Regions from separate parts of the Sus scrofa genome. Here region 2 is linked to region 1. The links are chromatin contacts, called in public Hi-C maps. All regions are on one chromosome and are shown on one strand. Each heading gives the region's core, a stretch centred on a gene start, on an enhancer-like site or on the middle of the called end of the contact. The rest is flanking DNA. Distances are from core to core; before and after follow the strand shown.

Region 1 (4,201 bases), core at 1,228-3,727:
AGATTTTGTGACAGAACTTCATAAGGTTACTCTTTTACCCTTGTAAATTATTGTATAATGAACATTAATTCCATATCGAATAAAGAAAATAAAGTTAATTTTATAAGAAACTCCATCAAATGCCCTGTAACTACTCAAAGGCATTTCTGAGAAGAAAGTGAAAACAAACAGAACCACCTGGTTCTTCAGACGCTCCCCCCCCCCCCCCCCACACACAGGAAAACAAGGCAGTGTTAAACCCTCAAAGTCTCTCAGCTCAGTTGTTAGGGTAATTGTGTTTACTCTTTTCCAAACAAAGTCTAGAATCAGAAAAGTAAATGTGCTCAGTCTTCAGGTTCTTTGATGTCATCTTCCTCCTTGCTCCCGCCCAGGGCACTGCTGCCCAGAACAAGACACACGAATTCTAGCAGTATTGCCATAGCTACGCCATGCTGCTTGTGATCGTGATGTAAAACAAATAAAACGTAAGGAAGACCGAATTTGAAATAAAACACTAAGCCTGAAACAACGTTAAGCTGTGGTTTGTTTGTTTTTTTCTGCCCTTTGAACACTTGCAGAGATTATGAAACTCTGGAGTATTTTAAAATTTCAGAACAATGTCTTCGTGTGGCAAAGTCCCAGAAACAAGACTACTTTCTTTCCTGAAAATAACATCTGATCAAGGCAAATGGTATGTTGAAACATTAAAAGCCAGTGTACCTCCTGAGCCTATCAGATGCTTTCCCTCTAGATGACCCTTGTTAAACATCACATCAGTTCTAAATATGATTTTAGGATTTCAGGTTCCTAAGACTCTGAAGCTGGTAGCTATTTAGTCATACTGGCTGGATCTAGGCAGGCAAAGGACAGAGATGTCCATGCCGTATCAGATGGACTGCCCGAGGCATCCAGATAAAGCCCTCTGGTCTACAGGATACCTACGGTCTCCTCTGCCCTAAACCTCCCAGAATCAGTCCCTTCTCCTGGTGGGGTCCTCAGTTTACTGTCCTGGAGCCTTGGGTGCTTTTCATTGCCCCCCACCCCCTTTTTTAACACTCTCTTTTCCTCCTAGTCTTATAACAACAAACTTGAAGTTGAAAGATATTTAAGACGGAAAAAAATAGAAAAAGAGTCCAGAGAAATCTGCCAGAATATCCTTTGCTCATTTAACACCCTGAGGTTAAGCTTCTCTAATGGCATTTAAATCCTTTGGGGTTTTTTCATTACTTTATGTACTTGCAGTAAAAACATTCCTTTAGACGCTAGAAATTCTAAATAAAACAAGAACAAAGAGTGTTCCTTCTTTTCAGCTCTCCACCCAAATGTTACCATTGTAAATCAAGGTAACAAAGTAAATTAACTACTGGCATTTAAATGTTTGCTGTCCCAAATATTTATTCCTTTCCACTCCCCCAAATTTGTTTCATACAAAACATTGCTCATAAAAACAATAAATATTCATTCTTTATCTACTAAAAAGTTTAGATCAAAGTACTGTGTGGCCCAAATCCTCAATAGCAAAAAGTAACGCTCTTTGTTCAGCAGGAAGCTTTCAACTTCCCAATAGCAACCTGACCAAGTCTGGCTTCCACTTTAAGTGCTGGCGTGCTAGGTATAAACATAGTAATATGATCAGGATTCCACATTTGCATAGAACATTGCAAAGAGAGTTTCACTCACCCTTTAAACATACAATGTGTTAGCAGAACTACTGGTTCCACCCAACATCCACCATTCACCACCACCGTTGTTTTTTTGTGTTTGCATGTCTGTCTCCCCCTATTAGAAAGGAAACTGCAGGGAGGAACCAGGTCTCTACCTCTGTAGCCTCAGAGCAGGCTCCAAGTCCACTTAAAAAAAAAAAAAAATTATCACAGTTGATGCACAATGTTCTGTCAAATTATGCTATGCACTGAAGTGACCCAACCATTTTTTATGCTGACTTAAGCGTATTAACTTTTTATTCTTTTCTTGGGCTCACGAAACTGCTCTGTGGCCCCATCCATGCCCCCCAGCAAAAGGGAACCAGTGCCTCCATTTTTCCAGCCACATTCCTACTACTACTCTGCCAGGCCCACTGAGGCTGAACATTTATGGGGAGCTGTGAGAACCTCCCAGAAAACGTTTCCCCCAGGCTCCAGTCCTGAGCCAGGCTAGGTGGGCATAAACCATCGCCACCCTTGCCAGCCCTGACTTGCCCAGAGCCTCACTATTCCGCATTAGTTGCGGTGTCCCTCAAGACACCCCCTCCCAACACAGGCACACACATGCACATACACACAGGGACACAACTCCCAGGCTCAGGGTGCCAAGCAGCCCTCAGCTTTCCATCCAGGCCTGTGGGATTCATTCCCAAGGCATTTGCACCTTTCTGCTGTCCCCTTAAGAACTCTGTTTCCCTGAGGTGAAATCCCGATCCCCAGAACCATGGTTTGTGCCTGTGCCTTGTTCAGTGACAAAACTGTTGTCCCTGGGGACATGCTCTTGTGTAATGAACTTGGCAAACAACTTTGAAATGACTAGCAATGATCCAGCCAGGGCAGATTAGCCAAGGGCAGATGCACACTGTCCACTCCTGTAAACTGCTTTGTGGTCCCTGAAGTGCCCTTGGGCATCTCTTTCAGAAAGTACATGGAGAAAGGATTGAGGTTAAGTCATGGGCCTGTAAAATAAAACACTTTTTAGTGAGATGGACTACTGTCCTACTGAATTATTTGGTGACATGCTAAGTGATGGATTATTGAGCCATCATTATGCTAGCTGCTACCGGTGAGACAGCTACAGAGGGCACAGGTTCCAATTCCCAGCTCTGCCCCAAAACCATCTGGATGACCCTTAGCCTAGCTCTGAGCTTCAAATTTCTTTCTGTGAGATGGAGCTATTCTGCTTTGCAGATTATTTCCAGGATTAGAAATGACATTGTGACACACAAGATGTACAGCAGAGAGGGAGAGGCTCAGTAAATGACAGGCTTTATTGTGTTGTTTTTTAAGGGCTTGCTAAGAGGCACAGCCCACGCTCTCAAGAGACTCATGGGCATATGTGGAGGGGGCAAACATGTAAATATCACGTGGGCTCCAGAATGGACCTCTCCATAGGGTAAAGTCCCAGGCTGGTGAACAAAGGGAGCACAGTCATGCCTTCTGGGATGGGGAAGTCCTTCATAGAAGAGGTGACTCAGTCTGAGCCATGAAGGATGTTTAAGCACAGGGCAAACGGCAAAGACCAGAACAGCACTGCAGATGAAGGGAACAGCATGAGCAAAGTTCAGAACACCCGCAGCCTACAGGATAAACTTGAGTCATATAGCATAAGCCTGCAGTGTGGGGGACAGGAAGCTTTAGGGAGAATCGGCAGCAGAGTATGGTGAATTTTTAGCCCCCTGCTTGTAAGCAACAGGGGGTGTACACTGAATGTGTTTTCTTCTTGAAAACCTCTTTATTCATTTGAACTAGAAAAATAACATGCTCATTATTAAAGCAAAATCAAGTTGTATAAAAGTACGCAGAATAAAAAGCAAATGGTCCTGCCCCACTCTCTAGAGGTAAGAGTTTACTGTTTGCCCTGGATTTTTCATTAAATAGTGTTTTAAGCAAGAAAGTGTCATGATCAGACTTTGTTTAAGAAAATCACTCTCAGTATAGGATAGTGGGTAAGGTGACTGAAGGCAGGGAGCCTCCCTAAGTGCCCGGGGCAGGTCTTCCAGAAACCATGGGGGCCTGCATGGAGGCAGTGCCATGGGGTGGAGAGGAGGGCACTTGACTCCTCATCCGTTGTCAAGGATGACAGAGAGGGAGGAGTCAGGGATGACATCTTGATTCTGGCTTAAATTCATGAGACTGGATATACAGAAGAAACATTAGGTGTTAGGGGAGAAATTATGAGTATAATTTTGAGCACGATGAGTTTGATGTGGTCCCGGGACCTCCAGAAAAGGAGGCCCTAGGTCTGGGACTGAGAAGAAGAAGTGGCTTAAAGAAGAGGTGGAGGAGATTTCATGCCATAGTGAGACCACTCAGGGAGGAGAGGAAGGCCTGCATTTAAGAAATGCGCAGGGATGGGGGCCATTACGAGGAGATGAGAAGTAGACCTAGGAGGAGAGAGGGGAGAGCGGTGTCACAGTCAGTGAGGCAGAAGACTTCCAGAAGGATCAACCATGTCAGATGCAGTGAAGGAACGAGTAATCTGACTCAGGTGAAAATGAGCTTTGCTCATAGGAGTC
Region 2 (4,201 bases), core at 1,075-3,574, 130 kb after region 1:
TTTTTTGCTTTTCAGGGCCACGCTAGTGGCATATGGAGATTCTCAGGCTAGGTCCAGTCAGAGCTGTTGCTACTGGCCTCCGCCAGAGACACAGCAACATCAGATCCGAGCCACATCTGCAACCTACACCACAGCTCACAGCAACGCCGGATCCCTACCCCACTGAGTGAGGCCAAGGATTAAACCCACAACCTCATGGTTCCTAGTCGGATTCATTTCTACTGTGCCTGTCGGGAACTTTTTTTTTTTAAACATGCATGTCTTGATACTACAGTGAGAGCCTGAGGCCTTTCCGCTCTCTTTTCTTCAGCTGTGTCCTTTAGGTCTGAAGCTGCCAGGTAACAGATAAAGATGAGTGGGGTAGTCCTGCTTGAACTGTCTGTGAGCCCTAGCAAAGTCACTTATTCTTTTTGATAGAATGAGGAAAAGAATTAAAGTGTCTCAGTCAAACAATACTGCCCACTTTTTTTTGCGTAAGTTTTAAATCTAATCTGGAATTTTCTAAATTTTTAGATATATTCTCTGTGACTATAACACATTTTTTTGCTCTCTTGGGATTACTTTTCTCAGCTATCATTGTATTTCTGGAGATATTAAGATATTATAATATTTCATAAGAGATTTTGCAGAATTCTTGGTCTTAATTTTCCACCAGAAATTCTATAAATAGTATGAATCTTGCTTTTACCCTGAACATGCTGTGTGAGGTTGGAACAACAGAAATGGAAATATCACCTCTAGACCACATATTCTGTCCTGGGTGCCCTAGTCGAAGCCCCTGCATCCCGTTCTCATGGCAGCCCAGTATGGAGAGGGATCTCTGTCCTGTCTGAGGGATAAGAAAACATCAGAAACGTCCAGGGCCACGTGGCTGGTGTGCAGGATGTCTCATGCAGACCTGGGTCTGTTCCTCTTTAACTCAAGTCTCCACCCACTACAGACACCAACATTCATTGTGTCCTTTCAGGTGCCAGGCACTCGCCAAGCCTGTTGCATCTGTTACCTCCTTTCATCCCCTCAGCACGTGTGATGAGATGTAGTGACTGTTTCCACTTTACGGACTAGGAAACTGGGGTTTGGTATGTTGATTAACTTGCCCAGGATAACCCACGTGGTACGATGAAGGCCAGGCTTCACCCAGCCCACCAACCATCTCAGATCTCGTGCTCTGAACCACAATGCAGAGTTGCCTCCCCAGGCCACGCAGCCCTAGACACGCAGACTCATACACACATAAGTGTGACAATAGAAATTCTTGGTTTCAAAGAAAAAAATTGTGCATTAATTCTGTTGCCTCACTTTTAAAAGGTGAGTTAGTGTCTTTGGTGTGGGAGACTTTATGAAAAGGTGAAATGGCTAAAGAATTTGGAGGTAGATAAATGAGTCTCCATAGTTATTGTCCTCCTGAAGCACTTCATCCTGCAAAATTAAAAATGGACGTTGAGGCTCTCTTGCTCTGCACTTTGCCAAGAATTCTTCTGTAGGGTTTCCAGCAGAGGCAAGGAGCTGGCGGGTGAGACCTGCTCTGGGAGGCCCAGCCAACCAGTGTGATGTTCGTCCTCACGGGGAGACACACGGGGCTGGTCAGGAAGAGAAACCGATAGCTGCAGATGGAAACCAGCGTCTCCCCAGAATGTGTGGTCCAGAGGTATTAGTTCCATCCCTGTTGTTCCAACCTCACACAGCATGTTCACAGTAAAAGCAAGATTCACACTACTTACAGAACCTCAGGTGGAAAGTTAAGACCAATTAAGAATTCTGCAAAATCTCTTTTCCTGGGAATCATCTTGCATCAGAGCTTGTGACTAGGGTACTATGCGACTGTCTAGTTTGGATGCCAGGACTTAAGGATGAATTTGGCTGCAGAAAGCAGACTTGCACTGACTTTCTTAACCACATGTTATCATTTTTTCGTTTCTCAAACACTGGGTAATAGTTACTCTCAAAGACCTGAGGTTGCCTTTTGTAGGTTATACTTTCAGTCTTAGAGATTTAAATTTCAAAGTTAATTTCTTATGCCCTTTGTTGGCTCATCCTGCTTTCAAACAGAGCATAGCACCTTTGGGTGGGCCGTGGTCTAGATGGAGACTGCTTCCACCTGCACAGCACCAGTGCTGCTGGTGACTCAGATGGGCAGACGGATGCATGGAAGGCAGGCAGGCTGGCCAAAAGAAGAGAATGAGCAAGAATTTAGCTCTAAGGTGTGGTGGAGGAAACTTGGGTTTAGGGCTCAAAAGCCAGTCCTGCCACGTGTAGGTTGGGTGGCCTTAGGTAAGACCTTTCACCCCGCTCAGCCCAGCCCTCTGAAAACTGGCCGCGATCAGCACAGCTGTTGTGATGGCATGACATCATGCATGTGAAGCTCCCATCCCGGTGCCTGGCGCAGCGGTGCCCAGCACCCACTGCCCTCCTTCCTTCTTCCTCACCAGCTTCTGTGACCCAGCTGGAGCCAGGAGGCCTGGGGACTCTCTCAGGGTCCCCTCAGCGCAGCCATTAATGACAGAATGGCCCAGTTCCCTTTGGAATGACAGGGCCTGCCAGCTCTGTCCCGCTCACTCCCTGCTCTGCAGATCTGTTCCCCTCTGCCTGAACACAGGACTCTGCTCTGTTCAAGGGTTTACGCCCCGGAATAGCAAACAGCCAACTGTCGGTTTGCCCAGAGGCGAGGCCAAACACCTCAGGCGGTTGGCGTGAGGGGTGTGCTGTGCTGCTGTGAGGTGATCTTCACAGTCAGAGTCTCTGCCTCTGTTCACTCTCACAGACTGATCTCGGATACTTTCCTCAAATTTCACGTCTTAATTTAAAACTTTTTGAAGTTCTTGCTCCTTTGGGAGGGAGATGAAGGATCTCTTATTCCAAGTCCCTTATTGGCCTCTTAACCATTTCTGGACAAGGAGGTGAGGTTATGTGACAGCAAGGGGAGGTCCGGGGGTCTTGGCACAGGGTGCTCACCCGCGCACTCTGCTGTCCCCACTTGGCCTGCACCATCTCTGGCGGACCCTGCAGGTCCTGTGTCACATGTCACCCCTCCTCTCCACGTGCTGCCCCTCCTGCTGGGGGACAGCTTGGGTTGGGGGGCTGGGCTTTGGAACCCCACGGGTGTGGGCTGGCAAAGCATTCAGCTTCCAGCAGAAGCTTATATTTGTCCTTCTGAGGCGTTTCCCCTTTCCTCATGGCTTTTGAGCCAAGGCCTAGAAGGCCCTACTGCCTCAGAGTCGGAGCTGGTCATCTCCCAGATGCAGGTCCTTCCTGAAATCTTGAGATTCCCCTTTACTGAGTAAGCTTGGGTTCCTGGATCCATGTGGGTTAGTGGGATATTTTGTCAGGATTGGAGTTTGGTCCAGGAGAGCTTCCCAGGTTGCGGGGAGGGGGACATTTTCTCATGTTGCCCCTTCAGATCCACTCTATGCACGACCCACATGTGACTTGTGGTGGAGGGACCCCAAGCCTGACGGCCATCAGATGAGACTCTGAGCTCCCTTTGAAGCGGCAGCTGCACTGTGGCTCTGATGATGACTCCATTGCTGGGTTGGGCTACGCTGGGGCTCGCCTGCCACCCCACCTCAGCCACAGCCCCCAGTGAGGCCTTAGATGTGGGGAGTCTCCAGTCTCCTGAGCCTCATGCTTGTGGTTTCTTGAAAAGAATCTTAACTTGACCCTTTTCAGGTCTCTAACACAGATAACAGTGGGGGGCACTGGAAGGCCCCCATTTCTTCTCTTTGGAGCTAAGACTGGTCTGCTGCCATGGTGACCCTGTATTTTAAAGGAGAAACCAGATTCAAATGAGGTGCCTTATTTGATAGAATTTCCTTGCAAGTTTTTTAAATACTAGGTGTGTTATCAGGAGAGTGCCTCAGGTGGGGAGGAGTTGCTTTTTGGTTGGTGGTTGTAAGAGCATCTCTGAAACCAACCTTCTTGTGAGGATTTGTAAGGATACTGAGATAATAAAATAATGGTGGGGAAATGGGGGGCTATAGAAAGAAATGGCTTTATTAAAGGATGTTGAAATTCTTTCCAAGGAAGCATGTATTATCCTTGTGCCGAATGGCCACCTGGCCAAGGGTTGTTCTAGCAATTATATTGTGCTCAGCTCAAGAGGGGAAGAGGAGAAGGCCCTGTGGGTGCCACGAAGAGGGAAAAGGATGACTCGGTGAGCTGGTGCGGAGGCTGGGGGCCACCACAAGGCCACACCGGTTGTCTT

Evidence for each region. Hi-C and Micro-C count contacts between places; a contact is called where the count stands out from the background.
Region 2: a contact with region 1 is called in a Hi-C map of liver, with 2.5 times the contacts expected there. The contact joins two enhancer-like sites. A contact is called at or near these places in 4 of 47 Hi-C or Micro-C datasets (liver and skeletal muscle).

The regions. Positions count from the first base shown.
Region 1 is chr8:113,802,989-113,807,189 of Sscrofa11.1, forward strand. The region is part of intron 4 of LOC100738196 (a long non-coding RNA gene); the gene reads right to left. Among named protein-coding and RNA genes, the nearest start is that of LEF1, 21 kb to the right of the region's middle. Within about 2 kb of position 2,478, at least 4 of the 83 cell types and tissues checked have an H3K27ac peak or open chromatin away from gene starts, as enhancers often do. A contact at or near this core is called in liver, where this site is marked.
Region 2 is chr8:113,937,052-113,941,252 of Sscrofa11.1, forward strand. The region is part of intron 11 of LEF1 (lymphoid enhancer binding factor 1); the gene reads left to right. Among named protein-coding and RNA genes, the nearest start is that of HADH, 66 kb to the right of the region's middle. Within about 2 kb of position 2,325, at least 6 of the 83 cell types and tissues checked have an H3K27ac peak or open chromatin away from gene starts, as enhancers often do. A contact at or near this core is called in liver, where this site is marked.